Linked DNA regions of Ovis aries: region 1 is linked to region 2. A link is a contact called in public Hi-C data. All regions are on one chromosome and are shown on one strand. The core of a region is the stretch at or near the end of the contact, and the rest is flanking DNA. Distances in the headings are between cores, read along the strand shown. Region 1 overlaps INO80 (INO80 complex ATPase subunit). Region 2 has its middle 10 kb from the start of DLL4.

What was found. Hi-C and Micro-C count contacts between places; a contact is called where the count stands out from the background.
Region 1: a Hi-C map of liver shows a contact between it and region 2, with 2.7 times the contacts expected there. The contact joins two enhancer-like sites. A contact is called at or near these places in 6 of 16 Hi-C or Micro-C datasets (hypothalamus, liver, muscle and 2 more).

What each region holds. Positions count from the first base shown.
Region 1 is chr7:34,739,488-34,745,724 of ARS-UI_Ramb_v3.0, forward strand. INO80 (INO80 complex ATPase subunit) reads right to left here. Exons shown (of 36, transcript XM_042252297.1): 26 at 5,007-5,232; 27 at 169-296. Among named protein-coding and RNA genes, the nearest start is that of CHAC1, 55 kb to the left of the region's middle. Within about 2 kb of position 2,319, at least 13 of the 54 cell types and tissues checked have an H3K27ac peak or open chromatin away from gene starts, as enhancers often do. A contact at or near this core is called in hypothalamus and liver, where this site is marked.
Region 2 is chr7:34,651,086-34,657,791 of ARS-UI_Ramb_v3.0, forward strand. No RefSeq gene overlaps it. Among named protein-coding and RNA genes, the nearest start is that of DLL4, 10 kb to the right of the region's middle. Within about 2 kb of position 3,741, at least 22 of the 54 cell types and tissues checked have an H3K27ac peak or open chromatin away from gene starts, as enhancers often do. A contact at or near this core is called in hypothalamus and liver, where this site is marked.

The sequences.
Region 1 (6,237 bases), core at 1,069-3,568, 87 kb after region 2:
TTTACACACTTTCATCTCCGCCAGAAGTTGCTTTCTCTGCCTTTACAGATGGTAAAAGCATGAAGACAAGTTTGGTGTTTCCATTAACCAGCACTGACGTTAGTCATACCCGTCTGATTCTTAAGTCAAATGCCAAAGTGTCCTAGTCCCCACAATTCTTTCTCCTACCTCCAGCAGGTCTATCATCCTGGTCATCTGGGAGTAGATAAGGACCCTATGTCCTTGAGACTTGAGCCGAGTCAGCAGGACATCAAGGGCATACAGCTTTCCACTGTCAGTGATGAGGCTCTCCTTGCCTAGGGAGAAGAAAAGGGGGAAGTGGAAAATTGTATTTAATTTAAGCAGCAAAATCACTCACTGCAAAGCTGTATGCAGCCAAAGTTACTACAACCAGGATGCTTGTCCATCAGGAAAGCAGGAAAGTACTCTAAAGAATGCAAAGTGCTTTAAAATCATAGCCAGTAGTGTTCTGGGAAGAAATATCCTCAAGGAGGGAGGGAGGTCCCTTCCCAACTGACAGTTACCAGTAAGACATCTGCTAAGCAGCTAAGGTACCTGAAAATTTCCCTGTTCCACATTCTTATTCAAGAGACAGCAGGTCATGTGGACATCTAAGAGTAACATCCATGCCATACCTGCTGTAAGTACCTGAGAAATCTGTTTTTCCTTTGTTCATTCTATCTCTAGGAATCTCTTTCTGCCAGTTCTATGGCTAAATTAAGGTTTACCTCCTGAAGGCATGAGAATGTAGAGAAACAAGGGCTTCTCTTCAGTTCAGTTCAGTTGTGTCTGACTTTTTGCAACCCCATGGACTGCAGCACGCCAGGCTGCCCTGTCCATCACCAAGTCCTGGAGCTTGCTCAAACTCATGTCCATTAAGTCAGTGATACCATCCAACCACCTCATCCTCTGTCGTCCCCTTTTCCTGCCTTCAATCTTTCCCAGCATCAGAGTCTTTTCCAATGAGTTGGCTCTTCGCATCAAGTGGCCAAAGTATTGGAGTTTCAGCTTCAGCATCAGTCATTCCAATGAATATTCAGGACTGATTTCCTTTAGGATTGACTGGTTTGATCTCTCTGCAGTCCAAGGGACTCTCAAGAGTCTTCTCAACACCACAGTTCAAAAGCATCAATTCTTCATCACTCAGTTTTCTTTATGGCCCAATTCTCATATCCATAAGTGACTACTGGAAAAACCATAGCTTTGACTTGATGGAGCTTTGTCAGCAAAGTAATGTCTATGCTGCCTAGGTTGGTCATAGCTTTTCTTCCAAGGAGTAAGCGTCTTTTAATCTCTTGGCTGCAGTCACCATCTGCAGTGATTTTGGAACTCAAGAAAATAAAAGTTCTTACCTGCCCCTAGAGATACTTAAACACCAAGAAATACACTAAAAAAACAAAACAAAACAAAACAAAAAAACACTCTCTTTCGGATGATTTCTAATAGGTTGGCTGGTAAATATCATTATCCTAAGCTGTAATAAAGGCACTAGGGCTTATTCAGCTTTTTCAGAAAGTCTTTGGGTTTCTGGGAAATGGAAGCTGCTCTCACTCACTAATTTGTGCCTTTCTCCTTCCTCCTCCCATTTAAAAAAAAAAAAAAAGGCATTTCAGCCAGAGATCTTTAGAGAACACTTAACTCAGAAATTTTCATCTTATCCATTCAGTATCATTCAACTCCCATCACATTTCAGGAAGTAGAGTTTCCTGTTTGCAGACTGGTCCATAAACATGCCCTAACAATTGCTGATATTAGGAGGGGAAGAGATGAAACTTAGGGGAATGAGAGAGGTAAGAGTATATTTGGAAGTGGTTGTGGGACATAAGAAGAGAGACAGAAAGGCTAGAAATACAACTACTAAAAGTAAAACAAGAAAACTGTTAAGAAAAACATATTGTCTACTTTTAGTTTCTAGGTCTGAACCCATGGTTTTTCTCCTCTGAACTACAGAAGCTGGCTGTTGAGAGCAATCCAAGAGTTTTCAATGGTCATTTCTCTGTTCTCGCCACTATCTGCCAAGTGCACAACTGATTGTATAAACTGAATGAGAACGGATGTGCTGACAGCATCACAACAAATCATCAGCCACTCTGTTTTTGCTACAAAGCCACAGGTCCTGGATGTTTACTCCTCTGCGCTACTGCCTGCCTTTTCCCACCTTCGGAACATTGCCAGGCCACATTTCTCTCCCTACCCCCACTCCCTGACGCTGTGGCACACACCTTTGTTCAGTCTCTTTGTTTGGTCCTGTTTAGATTATTGAAATGCTCTCCTTTTTGTTGGTCTCCTGACCAACACAATCAAATGACTGCAGCTGGGACAGAACTGACTGCTAAGCCCTCTTGCTGGCACCAGACAAGGAGGCCTGTATAAATTCCCAGTCTGATCAGGCAGGCAATGCTTTCATAACAACTCCAAGGGTTTCTCCTTGTCACAATTACCCTTCTTTTAATTGGGTTCCCTGGGGTCCCTCAATTTTGATAGCTCCTAAACATTCCCCATAGAGGTACCAATCAGCTTCAGACAATAAGTTTCCTTGTTTCTCATTAAAAGCACAGGAAGGGGAAAAAAAAGAAACCCATATATTTTTCAGTCACTGAGTAAGAGCGGGCAAGCTAAGAGCATCAGATTTCTGCAGCTTGCTTATCTCCTCTTTCCACTTGCATATACTCCCTCAAGACAAATATTTAAGCATATACAAATCTGTCTTGTGTGTGAATTTTGAGAAGTTTCAATTCATCTCAAAATCACGATTCGATGATTTTCACACATTCCTGCTTCTCACGTCTACTTTACTTTGCTAAGCAGAACACACTGATGCTAGGATTAGGAAAACTCAGAGATGAAGATGTACATACACTTAGAAGAGAACTCTGATGAACCTAAAAGAAGCAAGAAGCTGTACCTAATGTCAGCTTGTTACTGCTTAGGTGGGGGAGATGGAAGTGGATGGACTGATTTCTTTGAACTTGCCTGAAGGAAAAGATCTAAAAAGAAAGTGACCAGCAACACCCTTAAAACACTTCAGCAGAAAAGTGTTTTCTTCCATGGCACACACCAGTGCCTTCTGGGACTGACATCCATTACTCAGTTTTCAGGAGCTACCAAAGTTGCCCTGGACAAGAATACCACCTGTAGCTAAGCAGGGCATAGAGTCAAGAAGAGCACAATTCCCAAGAAATTAGGCTGATTCTGCCAAGCCAAACCTGGGCCCAGCTCCTTCTTTAAAACAGAAGCTCAAAAAATGGTGAGATGAACAGATCTATGCTACCATCTTGCAGTCTTTCCTACAATCCTGCAATGCAACCTTACAGTATTTTCACTTAGACACAAGCTCTTACTGACCACAGTATAAGATGTTGGGTCACCGACAAAATGAATGTATCCAGTGGCAGTAAAATTAGGATAACAGGTAAAAGACAATCTCCTTTTTCCAAGGAGAGGAGACTTTTGAAGCGACTGTACATACTTCTTTTGGTGAGACAGAGACACATTCAAGGTGTGAAATCCAGGAGAGTCTTGATCAGTCTTGCAAGGAATATAATGAAACCAACTCTTCCCAGGGAAACAGAAAATGTAAAAGTATAGAGGAAAGAGAGATAAAATACAGGTTCCAGTGACCCCCTCCACCCCCCACTGCCCTGCCCAGCCAGTCTACTGAGCACAATGGGGTCAGTGAGGAGCTGGTTGGTTCTCACAGTAAACAGCCAGTGAGGCTGGTGCTTTTTATCGATGCAAAAAGAACTCAGACACTTCCTGCTATTTAAACAAGGTCCATTTTTCTTTCAAAGAACAGGAAAAGCCACAAGAGATTCCCACAGCGCCAGCAATAAGCCTTCTCCTTGTGTACTGGGAACTTGGGAGTCAGAATGAAGAAGGGAGAAAGGAGAAATAAGGTGTTATCTTATTGCTTTCAACACCTGTGCTCATCTTCTGCCTGGGACTCTGTGGTTTCCAAACCTGCTGGATTTTATTCCTCTATTCCTACTACCATCCAGGCCTGCTTTGTACCTGAGCTTCCCCTTATTTTCCAACAACAGACCTGCACCCACTGCTTTCATCTAATTTAAGTCAGATATGAAGTCATATAAATACTGCTCTTGTATACACAAAATGGTATCTTCCAGTTCAAAGCACCCCCAAAGCAACTAACAGGTTGACCCAAAGTCCCTCAACACTTGACAAAGTTAACATTAAATGGAAAAGCCAGGCCTTAAAGCCTAGAACCCAGTTATCTATTAGAAACAGCAGAACCTCTGTTTTGAACACTTAACTCTGGTTTACTTCCTTCATATGCCTGTAAGATGAACACAATCAAAGTGGCAGAGAAGTTGGACAACTGAAACAAACGTGGAAGCTTTAAGCTACTACTTCAGTGTGCCAGCAGGTGTAACAAAGAACATAAGCCTATGAACCCTGTATTCAGTTTCCTTAAAGTAGTCTCTCTAAAGTGAAGATGAAAACCTAGTTTCCTTTCAACCCTCGACCTTGACCCTAGGAGGTCTGGGAATCTGCTAGCATTTTGGCACAAAACACTGTTTTTCTTCTGGTTATCATTCAGATCTCTAGTGCTTCGTGCAGAACACTGTTTATGCTACTTAAACTAGGCTTTCTGCGAGTGACGACATTCTCATTCATTCCACTGGCAAGGGCACAAGACAACTGTACTCATTCGACCTAAAGCCTTTCTTACCAAATTTATTTTCCTACGCTCCCTGCACTGCAGCCCCATCGTCACCCCAACTCCGGATCCTGGCCACCCAAGAGTGGTATTCCTTTCTCTTGTCAAAAGAGAGTATTTAGGCAGAAATCTAAAATAGATTTCTCTTCCCAGTCAAGTCACAAATTACTTCAGTATTCTTACCTATAGTCACTAAGGGTAAAAGAGGAAATAGAAACACCAAGAACTCTTGAATTCCAAATATTTGAAATCACTGCGTGAAGTTAACAGCCTGGTTCTTCCCTTGCCAAAGAATGAACACATGCCAAGAGAAAGGAGAAGTTACCTGGAATTCTGATGAAAGACCAGCCATTCTGAGGCCTAATGCTCCACAGTCCTCCAGCTGGTTCTGGAAAGAACTGGGACCGTCGATTCAGCCAGTCTGCCGCCAGTTCAGGGGCCCCATTCAACAAACACTGCTTGGCTGCCAGACTCCCTCCTTCCTTCAGCACTCGCCGCTCATATTCTGCACTTCGGTCATTGCAGTAAGAATCCAATGGCACTGCGGTGACCTGCAGGGAAAGATTCACGTGAGACGGTTCTTTCACATTTTCCACACGCACTAAGCCCTTTGGGAACTGTGACTTTGAAATGAGACTTATGTGGATAATTCTTAGGTAGTGGTTTTAACTTCCCTGCTCTGACAAACTTAATAACTGACTTAGTGAGGTTCCCCAGATAAAAGGCCAATCTCCATAACATGAACTTGCAACAAACTAAGGACCCAGAGACTGCTGGAGTTTGCAGATAACTGGGATACTAGGTCAGGAGTAATTCTATAGTGAGAGTCACTCTGCCATCTCCCTTCACTGGCACAGTGCTTCTGGCAAAGTTCTATAAGCCATACACAGTGTGGTGAGGCCACAAAGGGAGTGTGAGACAGCCATCATTAAAGAACTGAAGAGTGTTCTCCTGGCGCACTGGAAGCTGTCTTCAATGCTTCTGTGGCGCAACGCCCAAGTTTATCAACATTTGTTTTTCCTCTTCCCTGACCAGGCTGCTGACTGACAAACCCAATGGGAGATAACAGACTCTTTCTTTCAGGATACATGCTGTGGGGAGCACTAGGTGATAGGGAACGGAGAAAACAGTTGCCAGAGAGTAGTGAATTCATTTCTGGGCTAGGGCAGGGGCTTTGCACAAATTTTTATCTCACCACAAGATGCATCTACATTCAAATGCTGACCCCCCAACAGAAAAGTAGTCTGTCAATTTAAAAACTTCGACTTTAATTCTTTTTTAATGACCTGAGTCTATTCCCACTCTAATAAGCAACTATGCATTCAACTGTCTGTGAATCATCTGGGTTGATAAGAAGTCTGAGGTTACTTTTTGTTAAAATTTGGAGGTTCTGATTATGTGTAAGCCCAGGTTGATAAAAAGGCTAAAGTCTCATTATTAGCAGAAAATTGCTCAGAAGAGTCATGGAGCTAGACCAAGAGATAGGAAGAATGTGGCTAGAAGGAACAAGGGCAGAGAGATGGGAGAGATCAGAACATGAAGTACTGTACCTAGTT
Region 2 (6,706 bases), core at 2,491-4,990:
GGGCACGGGAGGGGGCGGGCTACTTTTCTTAATACATTTGCAAACCACAAACAATAGAGTAACCCACATCTTAAGCCCTTCTGTTTGTTGTTGTGAACCTTAAAAGAGACTTGGTCATCTTAGGTAAGGCCTTATTGCTGCAATCCTGGTTATGCTGAAGCTCCCCGCCCCCAAAGCCCAGGCAGCCTCTCCCTAGAAGCACAGCACCTCATGTAGAAAGTGTGCATTTATTGAGGAAGAATACAGAAGCCCAGGATGTGTGTGTGTGTGTTGTATATCCACATATGTGACTGTGCGCCTAGGATGTGCCATTCAGACAGAACTTGCCCCATGGGCACTACTGAGTGGCCTGCTCTTCCTGGCCCGCTAGAGGGAAGGCAAGGCCCCAGACCCTCTCCCTGCCCTTGGGCATTTGACCCCGACCATGGATCAGCCCCCTTAGCAGGGAGCAGGGCCCCCTCAGGCAGAGGATAGGGGCCTGACTTTTCTCCCAAGGCCAGAGTTGTCACTGGCTCCAGCTGGCCTGGCCGGCTCTTGGGCCAGCACTTCCTCCTTGGTTCAAAAGCCCTGCCCTGGAAGGGTGGCAGAGAGGGAGGGCTCAACCTCCAGCCCCCTCCCCCCTCACTGACAGCTGTAATCTGCTTGGGAAAATCTCTTTTTTTTTCCGCACAGGAAAAAATATTAGTTGTCCCGATAACAAGGAAAACAAAATCCAGCGCAGGGCATCAGAGACTTCCTGAGGCGGGAAACAATGTCCAGGGAGCTTGGTGGAGAAGCTCGAGCTGGGAGGCTGAGGGGGAGCCGAGAGAGGACACTGGTCCAGGCCTATCCGGCCGGCAGGGCGGGGGGGTTGGGGAGTGGGATGCCAGATCGAGAAACTTGGAAAAAAGATTTCCCCCCCAAAACCTTGAAGTCTGGGCTGTTGAGCTATATCCGGGAAATGATTCAGGACCAGCACACGTCCCTGAACCGGGTCGGGCTCCATCAGCTCAGGTGCTCTGAGTCTCTCTCTCTTCCCTCCTGCTCCCCTGTTTTTCCTGGTGTTGTCTGGGGGGCTGGGGGTGAGGTAGGAGGGTCCCTTCCTGGGGGCCCAAAGAGGCCATGGGAACCTCCGAGTGCACCTCCCCAGCCATCTTGCCTTGTCTGCCCAGAGCCGCTTCCCTGGGTAACTTTCCACTGAGGGAGGGGGTTTCAAGAAGAGGAGGACTTTCCCAAAGGCCCCACCCCCAGGCCTAGGAGACTCTGTTGGCCATTTCCCTCTAGGCCCAGGGCACCTGCACTGTTTGGTCCAGTAGGCAAGACCTCTGATCACCATGGGCTCGGGGGAGGGGGAGGTGAAGCCCTAGGGTTTAAAACAGGGCCCTGTGCTCCTAACAAGCGATAGTTCTCAAAATCTGGCTGCACTCTGGGTCACTTAGGAATCTTTTGGAAAATAACAGTGCCTCCTAGGCCTCGTCCCAGATCAATTACATCAGAACCCTAGGGAGCAGCTCAGGTGATTCCTATGTATAGTCAGGGCTGAGAACCCCTGCTCCATGAACCTGTGACCCTTTGGTCACTTGCTGGCTGATCCCCTTCACCTCTAGCATCAGCTCTGGCCTCACAGGATTCAAGCCCCTCCGAATTTACCACCTTGCCGGTGGCTCCAGAGGTGCCCACAGAGTTCCCTGACCAGCTGGAGGCCAGCTGCCCAACCCAATAGCAGGTTCTGGGTTACCCCGCCCCCTCCCTCTGCTCCTTCTCCTTCCCCCTGGGCAATGACGCCTGGGGCCTTTGTTCTCAGCCAACAGGAGTGTGACCAGAAACCTACCCGCAGCTTAATTACAGCCCCATTCACTGGCCATAGGCTGGCCACGGTCCATACTCAACCTGCCCAGCTCTCCCGCCCAGGATCCCCCACCCCCACCCCACCCCCTACAGCCTGCAGCCCAGGCAAGCCCAGCACAGCTCCTCTCTACCTCCCAGCGTCATCTCCAGTTTTGTTCTCAGGATGACCCGAGGTTCCTTCCCCACAATGCCCTTAGCCCTTGCTCTGCACAAAACTTAAGGGTCCTCCGGGAGATCTCTGCTCTGAGCCTTTGTGACTTTCCCCAGCAACTGGGGGGCCCTGCCAGAGTGCTGCTGCTGTGCCATGCCAAATACTGAACTTACTCTAAAGTTAGACTATTTCTGATTCTTTTTTTTTTCTTGGTTCATTTTTAAATGTTCACAAGCATGTCCCAGTCTCCTAAGAGCTTCGTCTACAAGGGGATGTGCACACACAGAAAGCCACAGCCCCTCCTCTCAAAGGCTTTCTCAAAACAGAGGGAGGGACTGTAATGAGCTATCTCAAGGTAACTACCATCTAAATTCCTTGAAACCTTCTCATGAATTCCCCACGAGCACAGTGCATGGAGTATTTTGAATACTCCAGAAATGTTTGTTGAGTGACTATTTGTTTCTTAAGCGGAGCACAATATGTACCTCCCCTAGCTGCTGCTGCTGCTGCTAACCTCCCCCAGCAGTACACATAAAAGAAGATCTCTCAGGGGTCTGGGACAAGGTGGGGTTCCAGTGGCATCAGATGGGGGACAGTGGAGGGTAGAATGAGCTGGGGCCTGGGGCCTGACTGAAGAGAACTCACTAGGGTCTTTTTTTGCTTCTGGCCAGGCTTTTACCAGGCGAGGGGCTTACAAGTCAAGGTCTGTCCAGAGGGCCAGTGGGTTACCATTCTCTCCGTCCAAGTTGTCTTGCCCACCTGCAGAATCACCAGAGATCTTGAAAGGCTGGACCACAGACCAGGATTCTCCCTTCATGGCCTGGGATTCCCAGGGGTCTTCCCTTCCCCCCTGGAGAAGACCACCCCGGCTCCCAACCTTCATCACAGCCCTTTCCAAACAGGTGGAAAATGCTGTGGACAAGTGGCCACCTGGCTACAGGAAAGGGGAAGCCCCAGTGCAGGTCCCTGGGGCTTCATCCTCTCCCAGGGGGAAATGATTGGCCAAGAAGCCACTGCCTGCTCCCCAGAAGCTAAGGCTCTGACCCTTGGCCTGGGCAGCACACAGCAGGCTTCAGGAGCTTGGGGTGAGGGGGCTTAGAAGGGAGGGGCTCCAGTCCCAGCTGCCTAGCTTTGGGTACTAACAGGCCACGCCGGGGGCAGCCGAGATTGGGGGGGGGGCACCACCACCTGCTTTTCCTTGTTTTGTTTTCAGGGCACTAATTACTGTGCTGAGCTCTGAGCTGCCTAATGAGGCCGTTTGGATTTCCTGTTGTTCTGGCTTCCCAAGACCCTTAAAGGGCCAGCATCACTCTAGGAGCGTGCCCGGTGGGACGCCAAGTGCTCTGGTGAGGGTGATCAAGAAGGGGCTATCCCCAGGCTTGGCCTGAATGCCAAGGGCTGTGAGAGGGGCTGATCCAGTAATTTCCCGGCCACCCTCACGCCTTCCATGAGGACCTGGTCAGAAGTGCCCTCGCCGGAAGCAGGAGCTTCAGAACGGTGTAGCCTGGCCAGAGTGTGCGGTGGGGGGAGGGAGAGGCAAGGAGGCCAGGACCAAGGAGGAAAGGCTGGTGATGTCACCAGTGCCCAGACTGTGAGAACCACTGCAGCACCAGGCAGGAGGGAAACGCGGTGACGTCCTGTTCCCCTCACCCTGGAAAATAAACACTTGTTGTCTGAGCAGCCAGCGCCGCTTCCGAAGGGCCAGGCCTGCTGAGTTAGAGGCTCGGAAATGGGCTTGAGCCCAGCTTTGAACAAAGGTCTTTGCCCAAGTTGCATGCAGAAAGGCCTGTGGGTCAGGCTGCCTCGAGCTCAGCACCTCTACAGCACATCACCCAAACGGGGCATACAGGGTACATTTGCCCCCTTCTGCACCTTAGCTCTCATCTTTGCACAGGGAGGAGCTGCAGACAGCTAGAGATGCCAGGGAAGCCCCTTCCACGCTTGTGGGCTGCAGATGCACCAGCAGGGCATGCGGGGGGGGGGGGGTCACCCGCCTCCTGAGTCTCCCTCAGATTTGAGGCACAGCCTCAGCCCTGAGACCTGTCCCGAGTGCTCCTCAGGCAGCCCTGAACTGTGGGTCCTGCGGGCCCCAAGAGGCCTGGCCCACAGTGCCCTCCCCCACAGACGGGGTGACGACATTGTTGTTCTTATACGGGGCCTTCCGCCTGGAGTTCCGGCTCCGCTAAATGGTGGGAATGAGGGTCCCAGGGACAAAGCCAGCCTGGTTCCCGCAGCCACCTCAGAATGGACGGAATCCCCATTGTGTGCGGGCGCCCCGTGCCCGCCCTCCCCTTGCCCGCGCCGGACATGCCAACAAACAGCTCATTGAGCCCGGGGGAGGGGCCCAGGAGACAACAATGTCCCCCAGCGGGCCAGGGCAGTGAGCTCAGCTGGGGGTGGGGGCTGCCATGGAGGCCGGAGGGCGATGATCTCAGCCTGGGGAGGGCCGGCCTTTGCGACAGCCTGACCCTAGCCTGGCCTCCCGGTGAGGCTGACAAGGCTGACGGGGCTGGCCTGGCCTCACCCTTGCTGCCCCACCTCCAGAGCCGAGCTGGGAATTGACTGGCACTTCTCACGGTTGAACTGCCCCAGCCCAGGGCGCCAGGCAGGCGCAGCAGGGAGGCCCTCAAGACCTAGCAGAGCCACCTTAGACCCAAGAGGCTGGTGGACCCTCCCTCTAGCGATGCCACTCCAGAAGCCCCTCAACGAGGCCCAAACAGAACTCTCCCACACCACTAGTCTCTGATCACAGCAGGACTTTTGGATCAACCAGAGGATGTACTTTCTATAACCAGAACCACCTAAGGAGCAGGATCAGCCTGAGGAGGAGGTGAGGGTCCTGTCTCTAGAGGTATTCAAGCACGTGGGTGTAAAGTATGGGGTGGGCCTAGGTGCCCTTGAGAGCTTACCTCATCCTGAGTTTCTAGATATAAGGCCCCAGCTCATTCCCTTGAGACAACTATAGATTCCTGCAGTGGGTTTCAGGCCTGAAGATGGATGAACCCAAGCTTGACCCAACCCTTTACCCTCTTTCAGGCAGGCTGCCAGGAAGGGCCTCAGGCCTCTGAGGAGAAAAGGAGGAAAGGGGGCGGGATGGGTGTGAGAGGTGGCTTAGGCAAAGCAGTCCCCATGCTCAGTATAGGAGTCAGGGATGCCCTGAGGCTGCTCTTGTTTACAGGGCTCTGTCTAAGGTAGGGTGGAAGGAGAGAGCTGCCGCTGGCAAGGAAAGCATGGGGCCTCTCCCAGCAGGTCAGCAGGGGTCTGGCAACCTCAGGTGCCCAGATATCTCAAGGATAGGACCCAGGCATTGCTGTACACCTGGCCACCAGCCACAGATGCAGAAAGGCTCATAGCTGTCTCTGGCCCTCCCTCTGCACCTCCCTATTCCAGACCACCTGCATACCACTGCCAGATAGTGGCAGAACACCCTCCTTGGCTCAAGAACCCAAAGGTTCCCCGTTGTTGTTGTTGTTCAGTTGCTAAGTCATGTACAGCTCTTTGCAACCTCATGGACTGCAACACGCTTTATTCAGTTCAGCAGGCTTCCCTGTCCTTCACTATCTCCTGGAGCTTGCTCAAATTCAATATCCATTGAGTTAGTGATGCCATCCAACCATCTCATCCTCTGTCGTCCCTTCTATTCCTGCCTTCAATGTTTCATAGCATCAGGGTCTTTTCTAATGAGTTGGTTCTTCACATCAGGTGGCCAAAGTATTGGAGCCTCAGCTTCAGCATCGGTCCTTTCAATAAATATTCAGGGTTCATTTCCTTTAGTATTGACTGGTTTGATCTCTTTGCTCTCCAAGGGACTCTCAAGAATCTTCTCCAGCACCACAATTTGAAAGCCCATTGATCAAGGCTGAATTAATCTGCCTGATAGAGCTCCATATTCTGTCCAACGTCACGTCCAACCCTCCACATACAAAGTCCACTCCAGCTTACCTACTTCGTTTCCACCTGATCCTTTTCCTCCCTCCACCCTCCTTGGCAGGAATACCCTCTCTTCTCTTTTTCTATGTCCTGCTCTTTTTTTCCAGGTTCAGTGTGTTCCCCTAGTCCACCCAGAAAGCCTCCCTTGAACTTGGGGTCCCCCATGCCTCTCTGAACCCTGGTTCTTCAGGATATCACATTCCTTTTCAGGACCCTCAATGTTATCTGCATGTCCCATAGGCATTAGCAGCTGAATCTGATGTTCTTTTTAGCCTCACTGACCATAGCCCAGTGCTAGGCATGTAGTCAACCCCATTCACAACTGGTTGACTGATGGACCAAACTCTGAGTGTACATGCATCCACATGCATAGGCTCTGACCCAGGGAAACTCATTATGGGGGTGCACAGAGCCATGCCACAACGGAACAGGTCTTTTGCCTGCATTCTTTTGATGCCCACTCGATAGACCCATCCTAGCTCTTTCCAGCTTCCTCCTTACCTGGAGAAGGGTGGTGGTAATGGGGGTAGGGGATCAAGCCTCTTAGAAGAGGAAGGGAAGCAAGAGACAAGGGTGACGACCATAGCCACGGGGCGACACACACAGGGATCTCAGTGCAGAATGATTCCAGCAGTGGAAATGTTCGTGCCGCCTGAGCAGGACTCATGAGAGTTGGGTGAATGGGCACAGAACCAGGCTAAAGCCTGTCTATTTCTAAACTTACAGAAATAGCTAAGGTTCGTGCTGAAGCCCCTGGTGTTGGAGATCCTAGGTATTCACCATTGCTCTGGAAATTCT